2 separate regions of the Danio rerio genome follow, and region 2 is linked to region 1. Evidence: chromatin contacts called from public Micro-C data. All regions are on one chromosome and are shown on one strand. The core of a region is the stretch at or near the end of the contact, and the rest is flanking DNA. Distances in the headings are between cores, read along the strand shown.

Region 1 (6,178 bases), core at 940-3,439:
ATAAAAAAACATGTCAAATTAAATTCAATTTATACTGAATTATTTATAAAAATTTAAACATAAACCTAAAACATGACTAAATCATAGAGAAAGCATCAAGAAAATAGATTTTAAAAATACAAAATACATGAACATCTTCATACATAATGGTTATTTAAAATGAAAGTTTTTTTAAGTATTAAGACAAAACAACATAGGCCCATTATAATCCATGCTGAAAAAGGATTATTATAAAATAATATTTCAAATACTGTATATTGTTGGTCACATAATAGCCTTTGTTGCTCACTTTTTTAAAAACATGCAACAAATAAACATATTACAACACATTTCAAAAATAAACGAATGAATAAAATGCAGTATAATCATAATAATATAAAAATCACTTATTTATTATTTTTATTTATTTCTTTATTTATTTCAGCAAAAAAATTGTGTCAAAAAACCTTTAAGCTAATTACAATTTAAATAACATTAATTATTGATGTTATTTTCAAATCCTAGGAATTAGGCTTCTTAATTACCTAATGATAAATTATTTCTTATTTCATCATTTAATTCTGATGCTAAAATTTTTATTTAGTTTACCCATAGGCTATTTTTATTTGCGTTGTAACAACACAATCATAATAAGCATGACATTGGATGAACAATCAAATTAAATTAATAAGAAAATAAATAATACTAATAAACAATATAAAAGTTACAGAGGCAAAGAGTCCAATTCTATAACATTTTAAAGTCCTTATAAAGTTTCACCGTTTTTAACATTTTTTTACTATAAACATTTTGTAATGTAGATTATTGAATAATGTTTTAGTATTTTTTTTTATTATTATTAAAGGACAACAATAACAGCATCAAAAAATTGTTACATAGATTGGTCCATGAGTTTTACAGAGAGGTAAAGCATCCAAAAAGCATATATAAGAGAGAAAATATTAAATAAATAAATAAATAAAAAACAACAGATAATATAAAATCAGGTGTTAAACAAATTAAAAAAGCAAAATAAGTTAACAGTTCTAATAGCTTTAAGATTTTTAGAGGAAGCAATAGCTCTGATGTAAAGTTGGTTTTCCTTTTCAAAAACAATAAAACAAGGTATACGTTGAGAAAATTTTGCAGTATATGGACTTTTGCAAGAATTAAAAGAAGGTTAATAATGAAATATTCCTAATTTTATCATTAGGAGTATTGAAAAAAAAAAAAAACGAACAGGATATTTTAAAAAGATAACAAAAATTCTGTTAGTATTTTGCAATGAACAACCAAAGAAAGTTTAATCCAAAAGCATTTTGTATGGGAGAAATTCCAAAAAAATATGATCAGCAATTTTATATTTTTTCAAAAATGTCTTGGCTGTTTAAAATCTGTTTGAATAAAATTTTCTCTAATTTTGTTAGTTATTATATATTTTAAAGACAAAGACCAAACTTTTTTTCCATTGAATCTGATCAGAAATTTCCATCAAAAAAAAAAAAAAAAAAACTTCATTTATGGGGCTGTTACAATTTACTTTTAAAAGAGAGACCTGATTTTGTAATTATGTGTGGAAGGTTGTGACAAAAAACATAAATTCCCACTGAAGTTTCCAAGGGGTGTAAAATTAACCATTAAAGTCTCAAAGAAAATTGTGCAAATTAGGTAGAGAAGAAGAAAATTTATGAATATTATATTTACCAATTAGAATAAATAGATTGCCTATATATTTATGTTATGTTTGTCATGAGAAAGGTAACAAATTATATCACACATAGAAACTTCTGTTCAACTTACATTTTGGACCAAAGCACTTTAACCATTTGTGCATTTTTACCACATAGACTACAAAAAAAAGACAAATCTGCAACAAAATTACCATTCATAAATGTCAATCTACTAATAAGAAACCGAATTTTAAGGTACCGATGACTGAATTATGCTTATATATTAGACTTTTAGAGACTCTAAGAAAACCCTAAGCACTTTAAAACTTTGTGAATTTTACAATGTGTTTATTTGATTATTACATACGTACATTCTGAATATTTGTATTTGATTTATACTTACCACCTGGCATGTATATATATATTTTTGTACTGTTAAAAAGGCAAATTTGCGTCATGACATCACTCCTCTGTAGCGAGCACGTTGTGCACGCGCAGGTCTGTGCTGTGTAAAACAGGAAACGTCGAAAGGCGTTAGCAGCAGTTAATTATTAGCCTGTTGGCTACCACAGCTACACACAGAAACAAACCACAGCAAAGCCTTCATCTGAAGAAGCCAATAAAGACTATCGCCTGCCCGGTCGATTGGTTTCATCGGTGGGACCGACATGTCAGAGACGTACGGTAATGACATTTTTTGTTGTGGTTAGCACTTACAGTTAGCTAGTGCTGGCGCGTGCGTGAGAGTGAGCGCGCGTGCTGTATCAACATCACCAGCAGGCAGACGATTTCTGACTTCAGACCTCTAGTTTTTTCACAATTATAGATTAGTACGTGGCGTGTCAATCACAAGTGCTTAGCCATGCTACTGTCATTCTTGCTGGTCGAGACTGTCTGTAAATATCAGGTAAATATGTGTTTATTAGGTTAATGTCCACACTCTCAGATGGGCCTGTCAGATAAGCAGTTGGGTGTGTGGTGATGATGTCTAAAAAATTTGCCTACGTATTGACACAAGCTGATAAATCTATTCTGTAATTCCTGGTTATGCCATGATTACGATGTTTTAAGCCATCATATAAATGTTTAAAAAGCTCCTTCCGTCGTATTATTATTGCTTTAAGCGAATATGTTTTGGACACATCTCAATATTAAACAAATAATATAAATAATAACAATATGAGATCACACGTGTTTTTGTATAGTTCTGAGATCTGTAAACAACCAGAAAGGTGAGGGGCGCGGCCCGATCTCATTCGGCCAATCAGAAATGTCCTCTGCCTAAAGTGTTTTGAAATGCTGAAATATTTTTTCTGCCTGAAGTTTCGCCGGATTAATTAGTTGAATCTTTTGAATCATTCACTTAAAAGCCTCTTTTAAGTCTAATTAAAATTTTGTAAAGCAAAAACTGAGGCAAATATGTTTTTTTTTTTTTTTGCCTTTAGAGTTTTTATCATGACAGTGTAAACATTTATTCAATAATTTTCTTTTCGTCTTAGTCCTTTTATTAATTAGAGGTTGGCACAGCAGAATGTACCACCAACTTATCCAGCACATGTTTTATGCAGCGGATGCCCTTCCAGCTGCAACCCATCTCTGGGAAACATCCATACACACTCATACACTACGGACAATTTAGCCTACCCAATTCACCTGTACCGCATGAGGAAACCCACGCGAACGCGGGGAGAACGTGCAAACTCCACACAGAATGCCAACTAACCCAGCCAAAGCTCAAACCTTGCTGTGAGGCGACAGCACTGCCACTTCCGACTGTGCCACTTCGTCGCCCAGTGTAATCATGACAAATCATTGGGTCTTTGTTCACTCTGAATACGACAAATATTTGGTTGAAATAGTAGTAGAGTAGAGGGTTTTGAAAAACATTCACAAGTCGGTTTTATTTTCACACATTCGTTTGAATATAACTTGTGACTCTGTCCTTATATTGTTTACCATTCTACTTTGAATATTCAGTCTAAAATAGCATGCAAGTATGACCACAAAACAACATTAGCACTTATTAATTGACTGTGAACATTGAGCAATGGTGTTCTTTGACAGTCTTTGGCGGATTAAATGACTTCTCTATTTTAGAATTAGCAAAGATTACTTTTCTGAAAATATACCATTACGTATAAAGTCAGAATGTAATGCGAATATAAAATAAAATAGTTTACCTTTATTTTGTAAACTTTCTTCTTCTTTATTACCTGAATTTGCTTTGAGTGCTGTTTTTGAATCATCGTTCTTTTGTGAATGCAGTTCAGTTAAAGAGCCCATATTATACATGAAATTGGGTCATATCTTGGTTGTAAGGATCTCCAACAACAGTTTAATAACCATGCAAGGTCAAAAAACACTTTCATGGTCTCAAAATCTGCATTTATTTTTACCTAATTATCCCAGCGACTTCGGTATGAATCGTCCTGTGATTCATTTGTTCCCAAACCCCTCCTTAGCGCGAAGCTAATCTGTTGCGATTGGTCGACTGCCTTCAGTGAGAGAGTGAAATGTCCAACAGCTAATCAGCAATATAAAAGTAATCACAGTTGATGCTCGATAGTGTAGGCGTGGATTTTAGCTGCCAGTGGGTCAATGTAAATACAGACTATGGACTTGAAAATACAGACGACTGACTATTTTATTGAGCAAAAACTCCAAAAACAGTTGAGGAGATCTCCTAGCTTCTCACTCTGCTCTTTTCACAGACACACACACACATATTGCACACACACACACACACGCACGCACACACACACACACACACACTTAACCCTGCTCCGGACGACAACGTGCGCGCACACACACACACACACACACACACAAACAAACACACACACCTCCGGACGACAGCGTGCGCACACACACACACACGCACACACAGACACACACACTACTCCTCCTTCACGGAGCTCCGTAAACAAAGCAGCACGCGTCGCGTTTTAAACGTGACTTTGCACGCGATAAGAGAATATAGCGAGTTAACCTGATACAGTACACGTGGTTACAAGTAACAAATCACAACTAAATACATTTGAAAGCTAGAGTCAACGAGGCAACCTTAATTGCGCGTACTTACACTTGAGAAATGGAAGAAACCCATCCTGACGTCCATCAGTAAGTTACTCTTTACTGATCCTTCTTTTAACAAACGCCGATGATGTATTCTTTGTAGCATGTAGTTTGCGGAAGTTTCCAGTAGTTTCCAACTGCTTGGCTATAATGCTGAGGTTTCATCTTTGGGTAGAGACTCAATATATCCATCTGCAGTGTGACTTCAATCGACCGGCATGTTTGTGTGTGTGTGTGTGTGTGTGTGTGTGTCTGGGTTTCTGCGTCAGAGGGCGGGGCCTCAGGTTTGAAATCTCCCGGGTTTGCGCGTGCACGTGAATAACTTGGTTTCATTCGCACGTCATGGCGAAACACCTAATGAGTCGGTATCAAGGAGACTCGTTTGAAGCACTATGAGTCGACTCTTTTATAGATGAATCAACCGTTTTAAACACTGTACACTAACAGATTTAAGCCTTAGCTGGACACTTCACTTCACTTAGAGCTGTGTTACACACTACATGGAGGGGAATTTTCAAAAACCCATAATATGGGCACTTTAAGGACTGTGAGGACCAAAAACTTATGATCTTATAAAAGAGAAGTTGAACATACCAGAAAAAAAAATGAAGCAACAAACTAGGATTGGTTTCTAATGCAGTTTGATTGGCCCTAGCGATTCAATTCTCCTGTTTATCAATCAATTACAAAGACTCATTCCGGCTGTGTTCAGACAGGAAAATGTGTACCAAACCTATTTGGTTAATGCAGGTCATCATGATGACCAAAAATGAATCTGATTTTGTGATTGTGAAGTTAAAAAAAATAACGAGAGCAATATATTAGAATTGATTTCTAATGCAGTTTGATTGGCCCTAGTGATTTAATTCTGTTTTATTATCAATCACAATTGAGGTGAGGTTGGTTTTATATTCGGACAGTCGTTTAAAATGTTCATGTGACTGTTCCTAAAATGTTTACCATGCTACTTTGAGTATTGGGTCTAAAATAGGGCCGCATGATAGTGGAAATATCTGATATTGCAATATTTTATTTTTCTGCAATAAATATAAAGATTTAAATGCAGTTTCAGAAGATTGTTTAAATAGTACTATTTAATGGTTTCTGAGAAGTCTAAGGGCCCTATCATACACCCGGCGCAAGGCGCGATGCAATAATTGTTTGCTAGTTTTAGCTTGGCGCAAGAGTCGTTTTGATGTTTTGCTGTTTAAATAGCAAATGCATTAGCGCTCATATGTGCGCCCATAGGCATTCTGGTGTAAAAAGGAAGGCATTCTGAGGCACATTGCTATTTTGAGAAACTATAATAGATTTTTCATTAGACCAAAACAAGGCCAGCCTAAAGTCAGCACAGAGAGTGTTAGTTGTGCGCCTCGCTTACACACTGCTTAATACACACAAGATGTAGAGCAATACGCAAATATCTTTACATATAAAAAAGAATTAAAATATTA
Region 2 (6,674 bases), core at 279-2,778, 150 kb before region 1:
AGTTTTTTTCTCTCCAATGCGTCGTGTTTACCGACCTCAACAGCTGTTTTGTAATTAAAAAAAGTTAAATGTTCAAAAGCTGTTTCGTGTATTGACAATACTGGACATATTTGTCCGCGAAAACACACATATATCTTATCAGAAATTGCATTAAATAAACAAAAATTATTTTTTTTACAAAAAAATTAAAAAATTATTTTTTAACAAAACGATTATTTGCAATGATTTATAAGAAAAAATGTTTTTTTTTTTTCTTTATAAAAAGGCTACGAGTTGCTGATGTAAATTAATGGTCAATTCAGCACTTATTATTACAGTTTCATAACTTAAGCTAAACAAGTTATAAAAGAATTACACATTTTACGTTGTCACATATGGAGTTTGTTCAGATGAGATGACATCTGACTGCTGCACTTCGTACTTTATGTGCTGTCTTTAAGAGCAACATGGGTCCCCGCCCCTGCCTTTGGTCTGACCATAAAGATCAGCTTATCTCCTCCTGATATATGCTTTTAAGTAGAATGAGACCAATTATAAAGGAGATGTAAAGCCTGAGCTGGACAAATAATCAATTTCCCTGGCTTTATCCCAAAGATGACTTTGTTATGTAATATTATGTTTTACAGAAACAAACTATGCTTAAAAATGACAGACATACAGTACTAGACATAAAAAAAAACGTTCTAACTATATAAAATAAAGGAAATATATAATAGGCCAACTGATATTTTATCGTTTTAAGTGCAATTTGTTTATTTATTATATCAAGCACTTTCTAAATTAATGTGTTTTAATTTATGACCGGCAGATGGCAGAAAAGATCAGTAATGCGTCGTTGCAAAATTAAGGAAATAATGGCAAGAGATTTGAAAAAGGTTATATTACTTTATTCAGTTTTGCTTATAGTTAGGCTATAGTTTAATATAATTAGGCCTACATTAACAAATTATCATTACAGCGTAATGTAAGTGCAATCTCTACATTTTATGTTTTTTTTCTATGCTGTTTATTTTGCTTGCCACATGTAACATGTGACAATAATAATTGTCATATATTTATATTCCTATTGAAAATAAACTAATTTAAGAGGCGGTTTTCCTAAATTCCACAGTGAAACAGGTGCTTTGCGACCCCAATGAGCCTGTTTTCTCTGCCATATACATAATATTATTTCAAATAAAGAAATATGAAAATATGCATTGAACTAAAGAAAATATGCATTAAATAAAAATATACATTTACTGGCTTATTTAAAATGCACTTTTCCTTTAATAAATGTTTGTGTTTGCTTACTTGCAATAATCTATTAAACAAAATCTACAGACACATAATTCACTGTAAATAAGACTGCGTCATTTAAATCAGTTTTAATAAAAAGGAAGCGTAGCGTTCACAAGCAGAAATCTTTCAACGCGCTATTATTGTATCTTTTTGGTGGCACATTATGAATATTAAATCAGCCATGTGAAGTGGGAGGAGTTAGTCAAATGAAAGCTGACTATAAAAGCTGCCTTTCTCACTCCTCACCCAGTAGTTGTAGAGCAAGAGAACTTTCTAGTTGTCCGTGGAGACCTTCTTGAGTGTTTGGGATTTATTGACTGTTTACACGTCTTGCAGCCAAGCAAGCGTATTCACGCAGCGCTCGTAGGGGCCAGTTCTTTATAAAGTGCTGTTTTTAATGTGTTTTCCTCGGGTCACTCCATCGGGAGTGCGCGAGCCACCTGCGGTCCGGTCATGGATTACAGTAACCTGATGGCGCCTCCGGTTCCCCCGCACATGCCCCAGTCTCCGTCAGCCGCGCACTGCCAGGGCCGCCTGCTTAAGTGCGTGTTTCTCGGGGACGGGGCTGTGGGAAAAACCAGCCTCATTGTAAGCTACACAACCAATGGATATCCAACAAAATATGTCCCGACAGCGTTTGACGACTTCTCAGGTGAGTGTGGGTTGGTGTACTGCAGCGCATCAGCTGCAAACAACAAAAAACAAACTTACATTTGTGAATATCTTAGTTGTTTTGGTAGGCTAAAACCTTTTTTCAGTAATTGAAGCCATTTCTATGTGTTATAGCAGAGCAATGCATTTCATCACCAGAACATTTTGACCCTAATTTTGGACACGATTTATAAACTTTCAGCTCATTTTTTGTTAATGTTTTGGTTTATTTATTTGTTTGACTTGGAAAAGTGTCATTAAAATAACTTCAGGTATTTTCTAATTTGAATAAATATATATTTTTTGTGTTTTTAAAATAAAATTTAAAGTTAAACAAACTGTTTTTGTTAAGTATTAGCCATATATATATATATATATTATTATTTTTTCAAATCTATTAATCAAACTTCATGTCTTTAGTTAATAAATTGGCTATAACTAAAATATAGACATATTTATAAAAAAATCATATTCATAAAAAGTATAAGAACTTAATGCAATTTGTATTAGTAGTAATAGTTGTAGTAAAACTTTTATGCCATTATGATTCTTTCATTTCAAAACATTGTTATAAAGTATTGTTATTTACAATCCTTTTTTAATTATTTTTATTATTATTATTAATATTCATTTATTTATTATTACTATTATTATTTGTATTTTTTTTTCAAATCTAATAATCAAAACAATATTAGATAAAAACTATGTAGACACTTAAAAGTCAAGAACTGCAACAACAACACAGAGAAATGGACTAAAAAGTCACTAGCACTACTTGTTCTTAAAAATGTACAAAAATAAACATTAGCATTATTAATTTAGATTTTCTCAGTTAAACAAATCTTTAAGTATTTCATGTCTTTAGTTAATAAATTGGCTATAACTAAAATATACACATATTTATAAAAAATCATATTTATAAAAAGTATAAGAACTTAATGCAGACTCAAATTTTATAACCTAATGAAAGTTCTTTAAAGATCATATGGTAAAATATTTTTTTAATCAAAGAGCACGTTGCATATGAGGGTATGTTTACAAGACAACAATTTACAAGCTTTATGTTTTAATTTTGAAAGGTTTTGCACACAGACAATAATGTTCTCAACAAATTTAGTCATTTTGCCTGCCAATCAAAGTTGGCAAAGTTCTTTTGTAAAGAAACGTTTGTGCACAGAGCACATACAGTTCTAAAAGGGATGGTTCACCAGAAATGAAAATATTGCCATTCAAACACTGTTGACATGTAAACTAATGGCCAAAACTACTAAAAAGTTTGCAGCTTTTATATAAAAGAGTTATTAAACATCACGCCATCCTGCATAAATTGTGAATGGATGTCAAACAAGAGCCAGTCATGGTCAGATCCCCATTAAATTCCCACAAGCCTGTCTTTGTAGTTCTAAACCTGTTGCGCAATATCGCAATCCTAAACATCTGAGCCCTAAAATCAATTGGGTCTCCTGCTGGAGCCATAGGCGACGTCACCCTCACTGGCTTCAGAGCAGTTACGCAATTCAACAGGTGCCGCACTGGGGCGAAGGGGCCAAATTAAAGACCGATCATATGACAGGGATTTGGAGACTATTATACAATGGGCTCTGAACACTTTGAAGTGACGGAGCATCAGCAGATCACTTTACTGAGGCCTGCTGGAATGAACAGTCGGATTTAACTGCACACTCAGACCTACAGATATGAGCAATGCATGAACAATGAGATGCAGAACATGCATTATATCTAAACTGCAGATCTGTATCATGTTCGTGGGGGTGTATGGTTTTTATTATTGGTTTTATTGTTGTTATAATAATAATAATAATAATAATAATAATAATAATAATAATAACAATAATAATAATAATAAGTATTATTATTATTATTAATAGTATTTGTATTAGTAGTAATAGTTGTAGTAACACTTTTATGCCATTATGATTCTTTTATTTGAAAACCTTGTTTAAAAGTATTGTTATATACAATTCTTTTTTATTATTGTTATTATTAATAATAATAATAATAATCATTTATTTATTATTATTACTATTATTATTTGTATAATTATTATTATTATTATTATTTGTAATCCATTATTATTATTATTATTATTATTATTATTATTAATAATAATATTATTAATAATATTATTTGTATTAGTAGCAATAGTTGAAGTAAAACTTTTATGATTCTTTTATTTCAAAACATTGTTATAAAGAATTGTTATTTACAATTCTTTATTATTATTATTATTATTATTATTATTATTATTATTATTATTATTATTAATAATAATAATAATAATAATAATAATAATAATTTATTCATTATTACTAGTATTATTTGTATAATAATAATTATTATTTTTAATCCTCTATTATTATTATTATTATTATTATTATTATTATTATTATTATTATTATTATTATTATTATTATTATGTTGTTGTTGTTGTTGTTGTTGTTGTTTTGTTGTTTATGTTGTTGTTGTTGTTGTTGTTGTTAATAACAATAATGGCAACAATAATGATAATAGTTGTTGTTATCTTGTTATCTTATATTACAAACATTTTAAGAAAATATTGTTTTTGATGTTGCTATTATTATAAACCTTTTTTATATTATCTGTTAGTCCATTATATGAAAGTATTATTTATTTACATTTGTTAATTTATTATTATAATTCATTCTTATTTAAATTACTAAATAATGAGTTCTACAATATGTTATTCTATGTCTTGTCTTTGTATATAGTTTAATATTTATATTATAATTTAAGGGAAAGTGTTTATCATTCAAATCATGTTTTAATCCTAAAAGCTTTATAAGTATGTCTTATTTACAGCTGAAGTCTCATGGCTGTTTGTTTTGTTTACCATGTCAGCTGACTAAATGGAAACCAGTGTGTGTGTGTGTGTGTGTGTGTGTGTGTGTGTGTGTGTGTGTGTGTGTGTGTGTGTGTGTGTTGGCAGTAAAATGACTCATTGTTTCCCTCCTCTTTTTCCTCCAGCGGTCGTACAGGTGGACGGTCAGCCAGTGAGACTGCAGCTCTGTGACACTGCAGGACAGGTAAGACCTCCTGTGCCCCACTCCGTAACACAATCGTCCCACAATCATAACATCACGTTTAATTCCATTCATTTTAAACCAACCCCTATAAAGAAACTCGATATTTGATGAAAGAAGGCATTTGGGTCACTCTGAAACCAGCATTTCAGATTGTGCAACCAAAAACGTAGCAATTAGAGGGATGGCGTACTGTGAGGAAATCATAAAGCGAGGGAAAAAGAACAATCCTCCAGCTATTGGCACGCAGGTACTGGATCTCCCTTGTGTTTTCGGAGCCATGCAGGCTTGAACAGGGCACCGTTCAAGCAGCGCTTTTGCCTCCAAGTGTTGTTTTTGATGCCAAGCATTTTTACTGATTGTTTTCAAGCTCCTGCTTTCGAAACCGGCTTTTCGTATCACTGACAAACAGCCTGAAAAGGCTTGGCATTGATTCAGATTTTCCATATGATACGGTTGAAGGGTTTTAAACTCAGAAATGGACACTCCTTTGTCATGAGTTAACAAATACGCGACTCTGCCCTCTTAGTACATAACCTATAAATCCCTTTCAGAGACAAGCTCAGGCAAAAAGATAAGAGTTCAGCAGGCTTTCATGTAGAGAACCGACAAATGCACTTTGCACAAACAAAGGCTGCTATCACAAAAGCTTGCTAGTTCGGTTTGTTTGGATGTACTTCTGTTGTGTTGTGCAGGTGACCATGTCAACAAAGGGAAATAGCTGTCAGTTGATTATGATAATGACTGTGTGTCTGATATTAAGTGCTATTTAATGACCGGAGTTATTTTGACTGTAAGGCTGGATAACATAACGACAGGGTCATTTTCATTCATTCATTCATTTATTTTCTTGTCGGCTTAGTCCCTTTATTAATCTGGGGTCGCCACAGCGGAATGAACCGCCAACTAATCCAGCAAGTTTTTACGCAGTGGATGACCTTCCAGCCACAACCCATCTCTGGGAAAGGGTCATTTTCATTAATTCGTTTACATTCGGCTTAGTCCCTTTATTCATCAGGGGTCACCACAGCGGGATGAACTGCCAAATTATTTAGCATATGTTTTACACAGCAGGTGCCCTTCCAGCTGCAACCCAGTACTGGGAGACATCCTCACACACACACACACACACACACACACAGTCATAAACTACAGTCAATTTAGTTTATTCAATTCACCTATACCGCATGTCTTTGGACTGTGGGGGAAACCGGAGCACTTAGAAAAAAAACACACGAACACGGGGAGAACATGCAAACTCCACACAGAAATACCAACTGACCAAACCGGGACTCGAACCAGTAACCTTCTTGCTGTGAGGTGACAGTGCTAACCACTGAGCCACCGTGTTGCCCAGGATCATTTTAATATTAAAAAAATATTACGTTGCCAGCCAGTTACCGTTTACAGTAAGCTGCTGACTGGGAATAATAAGATATTTTGCATAATCCAGCTGAAATTTTGCAATTATTATTACACACACTTGACAAATGTGAAATTGCATAAATTAATTTAAAATGTCAAAATGATTACCTTTCCTGGGAAATACTTGAAGAAGAATTAAAAACTCAAAAGTACTGTTTAATGGAGAGAAGATAACAGTTTTATCAATTTTCGGTAACATTTTAGTCTGTCACAATTTACTGAATTAACAAAACAACTAGCTTAATAAAGTACTAT

What was found. Hi-C and Micro-C count contacts between places; a contact is called where the count stands out from the background.
Region 2: a Micro-C map of caudal fin shows a contact between it and region 1, with 14 times the contacts expected there. The contact joins the promoter of rhoub here to the promoter of rab4b in region 1. A contact is called at or near these places in 7 of 18 Hi-C or Micro-C datasets (caudal fin, embryo, fibroblasts and 3 more) and 1 of 4 datasets of contacts at active chromatin or transcription factors (caudal fin).

Annotation. Positions count from the first base shown.
Region 1 is chr15:10,022,837-10,029,014 of GRCz12tu, reverse strand. It overlaps rab4b (RAB4B, member RAS oncogene family), which reads left to right and starts at 2,189. Exons shown (of 8, transcript NM_001004002.1): 1 at 2,189-2,333. The coding sequence starts at 2,318.
Region 2 is chr15:10,167,833-10,174,506 of GRCz12tu, reverse strand. rhoub (ras homolog family member Ub) reads left to right here and starts at 1,528. Exons shown (of 3, transcript NM_001017784.3): 1 at 1,528-1,933; 2 at 4,939-4,997. The coding sequence starts at 1,735.